2 separate regions of the Mus musculus genome follow, and region 2 is linked to region 1. A link is a contact called in public HiChIP or PLAC-seq data. All regions are on one chromosome and are shown on one strand. The core of a region is the stretch at or near the end of the contact, and the rest is flanking DNA. Distances in the headings are between cores, read along the strand shown.

The links. HiChIP or PLAC-seq counts read pairs in DNA pulled down with a chosen protein or histone mark.
Region 2: a contact with region 1 is called in an H3K27ac HiChIP or PLAC-seq map of epiblast stem cells, with 5 times the contacts expected there. The contact joins two enhancer-like sites. A contact is called at or near these places in 7 of 484 Hi-C or Micro-C datasets (the MC3T3-E1 cell line, MC3T3-E1-derived osteoblasts, cortical neurons and 2 more), 10 of 115 datasets of contacts at active chromatin or transcription factors (embryonic basal ganglia, embryonic forebrain, embryonic hindbrain and 5 more) and 1 of 9 other capture datasets (embryonic stem cells).

Annotation. Positions count from the first base shown.
Region 1 is chr10:42,967,165-42,970,055 of GRCm38.p6, reverse strand. No RefSeq gene overlaps it. Among named protein-coding and RNA genes, the nearest start is that of Gm5079, 23 kb to the left of the region's middle. Within about 2 kb of position 1,500, at least 7 of the 459 cell types and tissues checked have an H3K27ac peak or open chromatin away from gene starts, as enhancers often do. A contact at or near this core is called in epiblast stem cells, where this site is marked.
Region 2 is chr10:43,438,398-43,441,288 of GRCm38.p6, reverse strand. Pdss2 (prenyl (solanesyl) diphosphate synthase, subunit 2) reads right to left here. Exons shown (of 8, transcript NM_027772.2): 8 at 1,041-1,490. The coding sequence ends at 1,332. Among named protein-coding and RNA genes, the nearest start is that of Bend3, 39 kb to the left of the region's middle. Within about 2 kb of position 1,423, at least 95 of the 459 cell types and tissues checked have an H3K27ac peak or open chromatin away from gene starts, as enhancers often do. A contact at or near this core is called in epiblast stem cells, where this site is marked.

The sequences.
Region 1 (2,891 bases), core at 251-2,750:
TTTAAAAGTGCATTAAAACATAAAATTAGATTTCTAAATAATGAACTCGTAGGCCCAGAAGAAAGGGTTACAAACAGTATATAAAAAAAGCTTTGGAAAATCAAATCTTATAGACCATGGCCTTTACATTAAAACACTGTCCACCACGAAGATGAATAATATATCCTTAAGAAGCAAAGAGCGTACCACGCCTGCAGCCTGCTTTCCACTAACGAGAAACTGGCAGGCGCATGCAGTAAGGACACAAGAGTGCTCACACTGAGATAGTGTGTCTGCACGAATCCCATGTGATGACAGGAAAGTCAGGGATAAATAACTTTAATAAACTCCCCACCTTGAGGCCCAGGAGGGGAGAGCCCAAGCTGTCTCTAAGTTTGGACACAGCATCTTTCCCCTTTGTTTCCTGCACCTTAGTGTAATGCCCATTTGCATATAACCCAGTTATCTCATGTTTGCATGCTTTGCAAACTGAATTACACAACCAAATTGCCTATTACAATTTCCTATTATGTGACACAATTACATAGGAGCACGGTGAGGTGGGAGGATTGCACCAGTACTGGGATGCACTGATTTCATCATGCTTGCACCGAGCAGAAATTAAGGTGAAGCCCTTGCCCTAGGTGAGAGACAGGCTTTAGGGCTCTCTCTCTGATGCAAACACTGTTCAGTATTCTAAGGAAAGGTACTCACGGCTGCTTATCCTGCAAAATTACATCCATAAGGTTTTTTTGGTTTTGTTGTTGTTTTGTTTTTGTAAATTAGCACCCAAGCGACCCCACTTCCAAGCACGAAGCTCCACTCTTCCTCACAAGCGTTTTCAAAGAATACTTGGGGTTACAGCAATGTCCCAGGATCCCACTGGGTCCAAAAGAAGAGAAAACACTATTGCTTTAGATTAATTCTGCAGTACGTTCTCCAGGTCTTGCTCACACCCATGCCCCACACAAACAAATGATGCACTGGCTCAATGTTTTCTCAAGTCCCCAACCCCTCAACTCTCTCTAACTCTCTCTCTCTCTCTCTCTCTCCCTCTCTCTCTCTCTCTCTCTCTTCTTAAGTCCTTAATCAGGATGGAAGACCATATAGGGAGCACGTCTACATGTCTGTCCATTCAACTCGCTTCCTCCCTTCCCCCTAATTAGACCCCTTGATACCAGATCTGTTGCTTGGCATAACTTCTCAGAGGGACACCTTGGTAAGGTCCCCTCAGGTAACCCCTCGCCTCATTATGTTTCATAACAGAGAGGGCTGGGAACACCAGCTAGCTCCTCACTGAGATGGGAGGTGGACTTAGTGTGTCCTTGGTTTATGTCTGCTTCCTGCAGTTCAGCAAAGGAAGGAAGAGGCAGCAAGGGAAGGGAGCAGCAGCCATCTCCCAGGTAGGGTGAGATCACAGTTTCCCAAGTAGGCTGCGGGAATGAAGCAGAATAAAGAGGAGATTAACAAAGGCTGAGTTTGAAGAATCTGCAAATGAACCTGTCAGTTTACAAAACAAAAGCCATAATGTTTCAATCAGCATCAACCCCACCGCAGGCTCAGGCAGTCTGGTTTCCCAGTGCCTAGCTCCCCCATTGTTCTTTAAGAGGCTTGTCACACAATGACAGCCTCATCCTGGTGCTGTAGTAAAACACACCTTATGGCCTTCTGAAGCTTTGTGATGTTACAATAGCACTTAATTAACAAAAGATTGTCCCTGCTGGTGAAAAGGAAAAAATAGAAGATAATTATGATGAAAAGATTGTATTGAATCAATTTATTTAATTTTCTTGCACATATAGAGAATTTAAAAGTAAATTTATTCACAAATGCAGTTAAAGTATGAAACCTTTATATTAATAATTATTTCTCTGTTCGGAATGGAGAGCAATAATCTAACTAACCGATATCTATACAGGAAAAATATTTACTTTATAATGTAACTGATATTTTACATTTTCTTGAAGAGGAGCTGTCTTTTTTTTCTCTTAATTCCTAAGAAATCAAAAATAAGATTAAACAATAACAGAAAATTAAATATTGTGGCTGAGAAAGAATGGACAATAAAGAAATCTAAGTCCACCAAACTCTCTCATACTTTAACAGAATGATATTTAGTTCCTGGAAAGAAAGAAATTTGGCTCCTGGAAAGACCTCACGACTCATTGGCTGCTCCGGGCCTCAGAAGGGCAGTGCTCATCGGACTAGCTGAGAGTTCTACAACTTCATCGGAAGGACTTAGCAGCCTCTCCCCTTCCCATTCAGTCTGAAAGGTCGAGTGCCAATGACCTCGATGACTTGCTTCTCTCGAGCAGACCACTTCCTACCATCTTCTGGAAGTACACTAATGTCCAAGAGCATTCTGGGAGATCTCTTGTCCAGTCAGCATTGAAGACAGGACAGTCACCTATGTCAGAAGGATTTCTGGGATAGGGATTGTGCTGGGAAAGGCCAGGAAATGTATCACCATAGCCCTCTATTTAGCACTGCGCACGTCTCAACATCGTACCTCAGAGCCACTGTGTGGTGCTTTCCTCCTCCACCCTTTATCCCCCACTCTTACCACTGTTTCACCCTCTATCACTAGATAGGAGAGAGAGAGACAGAGACAGAGACAGAGAGACAGAGAGACAGAGAGACAGAGAGACAGAGAGAGATCCCTGACTCTTTTTGGGCAAGACTACTAACAAACTGCAACTACCACCAACACCTCCAGTGATGGTTTATATATGCTTAGCCCAGGGAGTGACACTATTGGAGTAGGTGTGTCACTGTGGGTGTGAGCTTTAAGACCCTCATCCTAGCTGCCTGGAAGCCAGTATTCTGCTAGCAGTTCTTCAGATGAAGATGTAGAACTCTCAGCTCCTCCTGCACCATGCCTGTCGGGAGGCTGCCATGACCCCTCCCCCACA
Region 2 (2,891 bases), core at 174-2,673, 470 kb before region 1:
GCAGGCCACAGGAGGGCCTGCTTCAAACTTTTGGGAGGAGGAATTCAACTAAGATGACTTCCCTAGTGTTTGAGCAGAGTAGGTAATACAATCTGCTTCCCGTGTTTTCTGTCTCCAGATAGGGCTGTAATTACACACAGGAGGAGGAAAGGCAGTCGAGACCAGTTATGTAAACTCAGCCTTCTTGTCAACGGGATTCTCCGATTGCATTTGTGCAAACCACGGCAACCGTCTGCCAACCGCATGGAGCCAGAATCCGATTGCAGGCCTATGTGAGCGCTTGTATTCTTTCTGGAACTCAGTGTCTGTGTCTCAATATCAAAAGTTGACATTCTGAGGTTAAAACAAAACTCTCACCAACCAAGGCCCAGTACTACAGTTACACTGCTGAAAGCTGGGGACACCAGAGGGAGTCCCCCAGACAAAGTGTCATAAATGGATACGTGGCTTTTGAAATATAGAAACTGGCCTTTGAATTGTATCTTTTTTGTTTGTTTTCCAGACAGGGTTTCTCTGTGTAGCTCTGGCTGTCCTGGAACTCACTCTGTAGACCAGGATGGCCTCGAACGCAGAGATCAGCCTGCCTCTGCCTCCCGAGTGCTGAGATTAAAGGTGTGTGCCACCATGCCAAGCTTGAAATGTGTCCTAAATTTGATCTTTAAGAAAGAAAGGCAGACACTTTCTTATACAATTGAGTCAACACTTGGTAACATTTTAATATTCAATTTCAAGTATTTGGCAGCTTAACATCTCCTTCACTTCTCCCAAATCTGATAAGAACTAGGATGCCCAAGCCTCTCACACTATATGCACATGATTTCAAGACAGCAGGCAACACAGACTTTTGCTTAATGCGTTGAGGTCTTCTCCACTACGACAGACTGGTCATTGGTGTTGATGTGTCCCCCAGAGCTGGCATCCAGTGCTTCGCTCGACACCTGCAGCTTCCAGCTTGCTCTGTCCTCTGTGGAAGGAAAACCACAGCCACCGCCCTGGCGCCATCCCGGGCTTGGTCCAATCAATAAGGACTTATTTCCTGTCCATTTGCTGAGGTCACGGGAGCGAGTCTCATTAATTATTTCTGTTGCTGAAGCCTCAAGTGTGCTCTGGCGTGACAAGTGAAAACCGCGTGACCTTTTTCCTTCTCGTTTTGTTTGTAGTGGTTCCAAAGGATAGATTCATTAAGCAGTCAGATAAAGGACAGAAAAAAAAAATACATATATTTCTAAAGTCATTAAACACGTTACTTATTTCATCACCAAAAGCTCTCCTGTCCGCCTCATTCTCTGGGTTTTTCAGCTAAGGAACAATAGTGTCTTTTTAATTTGGTGTCAAGAAAATCTGGTCACAGCAAACACAATGTTTTCTAAAGCCGATCTGGCCTCTGAGGGAGGGAAGCTCTCCAGGGCCTCTAGTGCCTTGTTTCCATGGTAACGACACAGGTCAATAGCTGAAGTCACACCTTTGCCAGCTTTGATTGTTTCTCGCAACTGTTAGGAAATAAATGCACAATAAGTCAGGTTTTGGTTGTACAGTGAGGACCACAATTTAACTGGGGGTGGGAGTGAGGGACAGGAAACACGTAAATCCAGTATTTCTGCTCTCTCGTCTGGAGAAAGAGGACAGGTTTCCAGGTGCTCTCCAGACACCATCACCTCCCTAAGGCTACGGGAGCCTCGCTCCAGAGCAGCACAATGGCTCCAATCAGCCCAATTACAGCTCCTCTCACAGCCACCCCTTGATCTGCACAGAGTCCCATGCTGGGAAGGCAGTAATGAAGGCCAAGCTGTGGTATCTCTGGCATTTGGAATTCAACAGCGAATTCAACAGCCTCTATTTTATGTGTGTGTGTGTGTGGGAGGGGGTGGGGGGTGGGGAGGGAGGAGGAGCCTCCATTAACATCTTCAAACTTAAAAAAAAAACAATTCAAACACCTTATGTTGATACAATAATCAAAATTCAAGAAAAACACATATTATTAAATCTGAGTATGACTTATTTAAAAACAAAAATATTTTCCTCGGGAAAATGGAACAAAGCATTTTTGCTAATGTAGTGGTTCTCACCAGCCAGCAAATTGACTTCCGGTCTCTCTCTGTGACCAAAGAAAGAACCAAAGGGTCTGACGGGCAATGCTCACCTTTAATTCCAACACTTGGAAGGCAGAGGCAGGTGGATTTCTGTGAGTTAGAGGTCAGCCAGGACTACATGGCCAGACTCTATTTCAAAAAACAAACCAACAAACAGAAAAACAAAGAGGGGGCTGCAGATTTGCCTTGGCCTGCACTCTCCTCCATCTCTGGCGGCTCCCCAAAGCTTCCACAGGCAGCTAGCTGCACGCATATGCGCCAGGCCATACAAGTGACTAGCAATAACATCTTAAAAACACTAAACAAAATCATTATAGTTGTAGTTGGAAAAGGCTTCATCTTTTGAACTTAAATGACCTTGTCCTGTTCAATAGTCTCAGTGAGGGTCTCCCTCACTCCCTCACCTAGGCACCAGGCAGTCCCTGGCTAGCTCACCTGAGGCCAACTCCTCTGACTCTTAGAGACTGGGTGGGGCCAGGTAGTAAGACCCAGTCTATGAGTCATGGAAGATGCATGCTATGGACGGGATGCAGCACGGAACTGTCCGTGGGAATCCCTCTAGGGCTTTCCCTCTGGCGCTGGGGTAGCCCCACAGCAGAGATATTCTACTGCCTGGATACCTGAGTCACAGCAGGGAGCATTACAGCCTTCCTGTGAACGTTTCCTTTTCGTTTTCTGAGACAGGGTTTCTCTGACCTGGATATCCTGCCAGGAAGGTGCTGGCTGTCCTGGAACTCAGAGAGCTGCCTGCCTCTACTTCCTGAGTGCTGAGACTAACAGACAGCATTGCCACCGCTGGAC